Linked DNA regions of Canis lupus: region 1 is linked to region 2. The links are chromatin contacts, called in public Hi-C maps. All regions are on one chromosome and are shown on one strand. The core of a region is the stretch at or near the end of the contact, and the rest is flanking DNA. Distances in the headings are between cores, read along the strand shown.

Evidence for each region. Hi-C and Micro-C count contacts between places; a contact is called where the count stands out from the background.
Region 1: a Hi-C map of blood shows a contact between it and region 2, with 2.0 times the contacts expected there. The contact joins the enhancer-like site here to the promoter of TBC1D14 in region 2. A contact is called at or near these places in 3 of 9 Hi-C or Micro-C datasets (blood and liver).

The regions. Positions count from the first base shown.
Region 1 is chr3:59,578,491-59,581,389 of UU_Cfam_GSD_1.0, forward strand. The region is part of intron 3 of TBC1D14 (TBC1 domain family member 14); the gene reads left to right. Among named protein-coding and RNA genes, the nearest start is that of CCDC96, 53 kb to the right of the region's middle. Within about 2 kb of position 1,576, at least 1 of the 20 cell types and tissues checked has an H3K27ac peak or open chromatin away from gene starts, as enhancers often do. A contact at or near this core is called in blood, where this site is marked.
Region 2 is chr3:59,516,497-59,519,655 of UU_Cfam_GSD_1.0, forward strand. It overlaps TBC1D14 (TBC1 domain family member 14), which reads left to right and starts at 1,261. Exons shown (of 14, transcript XM_038533087.1): 1 at 1,261-1,377.

The sequences.
Region 1 (2,899 bases), core at 326-2,825, 62 kb after region 2:
AGGGCAAGGGGCAGAGGGAATGTGAGAACCAGATTCCCCACCAAACAGGGAGCCTGATGCTGGATTTGATCCCAGGACCCTGGAATCATGACCTGAGCCAAAGGCAGACACTTAACCAACTGACCCACCTTAGATGTCCTGACTTGTTTTAGGTGTCCAGTGTAGAATACAGAGCCCAGTGCACTGTGCTTCTTCATAGATGGCTGTGTAGGACTCAGAGACCTCAGATTGTGGAGGGGGCGAGGCAGTTTCCACATTCCTTGTGTGCGGCTTGTCTAGCTTGAACTCCGAGTGTTACTTTTTAAAAAACATCGGGATCCCTGGGTGGCGCAGCGGTTTGGCGCCTGCCTTTGGCCCAGGGTGTGATCCTGGAGACCCGGGATCGAATCCCACGTCGGGCTCCCGGTGCATGGAGCCTGCTTCTCCCTCTGCCTGTGTCTCTGCCTCCCTCTCTCTCTCTCTGTGTGACTATCATAAAAAAAATAAAATAAAATAAAAAACATCTTTGTCAGTGTGGAAGCACTTTGGATGGGGCCTTGGCATTGGCGCTAAAAACTACCCATGATGTTCCCGGAGGTCATAGGCAAGTGCTGCATTTGTTCCTTGGTCTTACACCTGTGTCCCATCGCTAATGTGGCCTAAGGCCCGTGAAAGGAGCACTGTTGTAGGAAATTGAAACCTTAGTTCAGAGGCAGCACATCAGAGAAGTTGGCAGTAAGAGGCTCTGGAGTCCAATGACCTGGGTTCAGATCCTGCCCTGCCATCTGCTGCCTACCCAAAGAGGCCACTCAGAGCTTCAGGGGCTGTGTCTGGTGACAAGGAGGCCGGGGAATGGATGATGCTGGCACTGCCTGAGTTAGTGTCATGGGGCTGCTATAACAAAGTGTCAGAGACTTGGCTTGAAACTGCACACATTTATTATCCTATAGCTTTGGAGGTAAGAAGTCTGAAATGCATCTTCCAGGCTAAAATCAAGGTGTTGGCAAGGCTAGTCTTTCTAGAAGCTCTAGGGGAGAGTCTCTTCTTTCCTTTCCAGCTTCTGGAGGCTGCTGGCATTCCTTGGCCTGTGGCTGCCTCACCAACGTCTGTCACTATGGACATGTGGTGTTCCCTTCCGTAGTCCCATCTCCCTCTGCATCCACACTTCAGGACGCATGTGGTCATTTTGATAATCCAGGATAATCTCCCCATCACCTTAATCACATCTGCAAGTCCTTTCTGTCATAGAAGGTAACATTCACAGGTCCTGGGGATTCTGACACGGCTTTATGTGGGAGCCATCACTCAGCCTAGCCCGGTCCCTACCTCTTGGCATCGTTAAGGCTAAATGGGACTCACAGGGTCTTAGCTTAGTGCTCCCTCTAAGATGGTGTTCTGAGCTGAGACATCTTCCCTGCCCTCCCTGCCTGAATGACCACCCACCACACCTGTATTGGTTCTTACTGTCACACTACTCTGGTATTTCCTGTCTTAAGTTCTTGCTCAGTTGTTTGTCACTGCCTGCCTCTCAATCCCTGCTAGACTACAGATTTACGAGAACAAGGTTTGGGGCTTGTTTGCTCGATGATTGCTTTATCTGTGGGGCCTGGAACAGTGCCAAGTTTTAGTGGGTGGTTAATACATGTTTGTTAAGTGGATGAATGAGTGTCAGAATTCAAAACATACTACTTTGTAGATGTTTTTCTTCCTGTTTTTATGAGAACATAGGCATTTTCCCATGTCCTTAAATATTCTTTCATGATCTCATTTTTTACTCACTAAGTCATGGTCTTCTGTATAGCATGATTTACTTAACCAGTCCCCAGGACTGGGAAGTTCTTTCTTCAGTGACCTTTTGATCCCCATGAGATCCAGTGATCTTGAGCAGGGTTGGGTTTGTCAGCATCTGCTAGAATGCTGCATTGAACAAATGAATTAGTCTTACCTCCTTGACCTCAGAGGATAAAGACAATGTTATAGATTAATCAAATAAGCAAATGCCCTGTGCTGGTAGAGATACAAGAAGCCTGGGAATGAACTCTGGTTAACTCCAAAAACTTCAGGAGGAAGGGCTCTTTACTGGTGGATGAGGTGGATATGAGCCACCTAAAGCCACACTGAGATGGAGAAAAGGCTCTGTTAACTTCTGATTTTTGCTTTAAGTTTCAAAATTTAGTAAAAGTCAACCTGTTATCACATGGTATAATATATAGTTAAAACTTTGTGAGTGGTCCTCAATTCTAAAATAATGCAAATGAAACCCGTTAAAGTCACTTGCAGGCTACAATCTGCCAGAAGAGATAAGCAGCGGGTTTTGGTAAGCATATTTTAATGCGTATTTAACACATGCTTAACGCATATCTCTCTGGTATTTAAATTTGGTGAGACTGTGGGCTGAGGTTGGCTGATTTCTAACTTGTGTGTGGCCTTAGGTGTTGTAGGAGGTGTGGAGAGCTGAGAACCCACTCATCTGTGAGAACAGAGCTATACAGGGTTAGCCCTCTATGGCTCCAGGAACTGCTTCCAGAAAGCCAGAGGTAACCCCACCGGCCGATCAACTGCCTCTGGGGGCTCTGGAAACCTGGGGGATTTCTTAAGCTCTCCTGTAGTAGAGCAGTTATCAGCTTGCTGGTTGTGAGTGATGCCAGGGCAGGGACTTTGTTCATCTTTATTCCCAGGGCCAAACACCAGAAGTGCTTGGGTGGGTGGATGGATAGGAGGGAAGAAAGGAGGTGGCATGTATTTCATTGGCCTTTGGTGGTGAAGAGACTACCGGAGTCCCCTCTCTGAGAGGTTTCATTGTCCCTTGAGGAAAATGCATCTTAATCATATAATCATGTAATTACAAATGTGATTAGTTCTGGAAGCAAATGGACACTGACACTGGGAGAGAATGACAGGGCCTTGTTCTGGCTCCAGT
Region 2 (3,159 bases), core at 11-2,510:
GGCGCGGGCGGCAGGATGGGGAGAGGGTGAGGAAGAGGCAGACAGAGGGCGCCAAATGTAAATCTGTGGGCCATAATTTTTTTTTTTTTTGGTTCTGGATTCAGAACAATGGTTCCCAGTCATTGTGGGGCTTTAAAACCCTAGGACTCAGAATGAGGGCAAGAAGGGATTTGGGGGAGGTGCAAGGAACACTGTAAACGCAGAGTTATTAATCCTATTTATTACACTGCTAATTAAGTCAGGCCTGAAGCAAGTCTGTACTTTCTTGTTAGTGTTTTCTAAAAATAAATGGAAATGGTGTTGGGGTTTGAAGGAGACCCAACATTTTTCCTGAAAACCACCCAGGAAAGTCAGCATTTGTAAAGCTTCTGTTACGCACCAGGCACCGTAAAGGGTGTTAATATATTCTCTTAAGAGACTGCCACTTAACAATTTCTCACCCCTCCTGCCATCATAACCAATAGTAGGCTCTAAGAGTTTTTACCCCTAGGACTAGCTCGCAGGCAGGAGAAACAAGGTTTATGGCCATGGCTGGAACAAATGCATCTTCCAGCACATGCTTCTAGATGCCTTCTGCAAAGGAGAGGCCATCCTCCGGCCCCTGACCGCTCTCCCAGTTCAAATCCTCCTTCCGATCCAGCTGATCCAGCTCTCTGCCAGTGACAGCCCTCAGGCTCCGGGGTGCCAGCCACTGAGGCTTGTCCTCTGCTCTTGCCGGCCCCGGAAGAGAACGCAACAATAAGTGCCGACCAGGTGCCAGGCCCAGACGATAAACCCGCCCTGGCGCCGGCAGCCTAGACCCTCGGGGGCTCCGCGCGGCGCTGGGAGGCGGTCGGGGAGGGCGGCTGGCTTCCGACCCTCGGCTCCGGTCCCGCCCTGGGGCCCGGGGCGTGACCTCATCGCCCACGCTGCACGGCTTTATCACAGACCCGGCCTCTGCTTCTGCACTACTGACCCCAGAGAGCGCACAGAAGCGTGAGGCCAGGGGTCCCCACACTGCACCCCACTGTCTCCGGAAGCCGTGATTTAACGCGCACCGGAGTCGGATTCCCCAAATCCTTCGGCAGCACCAAAGTGCAGCCAGGTGTGGGAACTCCGGCGCGAGGCACCATACAACAGCTGCTCCCGGGAGAACCGGCGGAAAGGCCCGCTTCACAGGCCGAGAGACTAAGGCCGGGCCGGGCGGCCGCCGAAGCCACGTCCCCCGGGCCGCACGTCCCGGGCCGGCCGGCCGCTCCGCACAGCTGCCCGGGGCCAGGGGCGCCCATCGATGCGCTCCGCCGCTCGGCTCCCCAGGCCTGGTCCCTGCCCGCTCGCGCCCCTTCCCCCTCCCGGCCGCTTCCCACTTCCAAGATGGCCGCGGGTGGAGCCGACCAGGTACGGAGGCCCCTGGCAGGTGTCCCCGGGGCCGGGCGGACCCGGAGTTGCCCTCCGGCCTCCCCTCGCGGCTCCACTGGGCCCTCGGGAGAGGAGAGGGGCGGTGACGGCGCTCCGGAACCCGCGGGCGGCGGGCGAGCGGCTGAGGAGTGGCAGGCAGCAGGGAGAACGTCGAGCGCGAGCAGCGGTGGCGGCGGCGCGGCGGGGGGCGGCGGCCGGGCGGAAGAGCGGCGGCCGCCGGCAGGGGGCGGGGCGGGGGCGGGGCGGCGGCCGGGCGGAAGAGCGGCGGCCGCCGGCAGGGGGCGGGGCGAGCCGAGGGCGAGGGGCGAGGGGCGGGGCGCGGGGCGCGGAGCGGGGCGAGGGCGCGGGGCGGGGCGAGGGCGCGGGGCGGGGCGAGGGCGCGGGGCGGGGCGAGGGCGCGCGCCGCTGTTGGCCGCGGGCGGCTCGCGCGCACCTGCCCGCCCGGCCCACCGCCTGCGGCGCGCCCCGCGTCCTCGTCGCGCAAGTTGCGGGTCCCGGGGTCTGGGCTGCGCGCCCGCCGGCCCCGGGGATGGCGTCGGAGCCGCGCTGACTCCGGTACTGGGGGCGTCTGGCGGGGGCCGGGAGGGAGGGAAGCAGGGGGGCCGGTGCCACCTGCTGCTGCGTCGGCGGGAGTGGGAGCGGGAGGCGGGCCGGGCCGGGCCGGGCCGGGGCGCGCGGGCTCGGGGCCCGGCTGGGCGACCCTTCGCCGCGCGACCGCCGCTTCCCCGCCCCGCACCGGGGGAGCGCGTGGGGCCCGGTGACCTCGCGGGGCCCGGGGGCGCGTGGCTTGCCGGCCCTCGGAGAGGCGCGCGCGCTGACACGCTCCTTTTCCGGAACTTGACGGAAAGTTTTGTGCTGCGATGCACCGGGCTCCCGGCGGGAGAGGGGCTGGCCCGGCGCGCGCCGCCGCCCCGCCGGCCCCTCTACCCTCGAGGTCTCTGACCCCATCCTTGGGGGCCTAGAGCCCCCCCTCCCGGGAGACCCCTCCACTTTGGGACCCCTACCCCCGGGATCCTCTCCACCCCGCGATCCTGCCCAGCATCCCGGGGGGCCCCGACCCCCGGCCCCTCCCACCTCGGGAACCCTCCAGACCAGGGACCCCTGCGCTTGGGGGCAGCCGGCGTCTGGGGCCCTCGACTCCCCTCCCCCTCGGAGCGCCCGACCTCGGTTCTTGGAACCGCTGCCAGACCACAGAACCCCCAGGTTCTCAGACTCCCTGTCCCGGGGCCAGGGACTCCGCTGGCCTCAGAGACCCCCTCGCCCGGGCCGCAGATCCTCTCTGTGCAGGAGAGGCTGGAGAGACGGGGCCTGGGGATCCTTCCCGCAGGGCGGGGAACGGGGCGCTGAGCGGGTGTGTCGGGAGCTGGTGTGTCGGGGGTGCGCCACAGGCCGCCCTCCCTGGGCCCCGAGCTGCCAGGAGGAAGCTGCGGGGGTGAGGCCATGATGTGGAAGCCTCAGGAAGCAGGAGGCCTGGCCCCGCGGGCTCCGGACCCCGCTGGGGCAGTGGGCATTTAGGGGCTGGAGTCCTACCCGGCCAAAAATACCCCACTTTTTTTGCCTTGAAATTGTACAGCACCATTTCTCGGTAATGGAATTGAAAGCTTTGCTTTGGAAAGTTCTATGGCAGGAGGCTCCTGGGCATGATGTATTTTATGTACTGAGGCTAGTTGAGGAGGGTTGCATCTTTAGGACCCTGTTAGCAAGAAGGATATTAGCACCTTGCTGTTGTCTTGACTTCCTTTATTTTTTATTTTTTTAAAA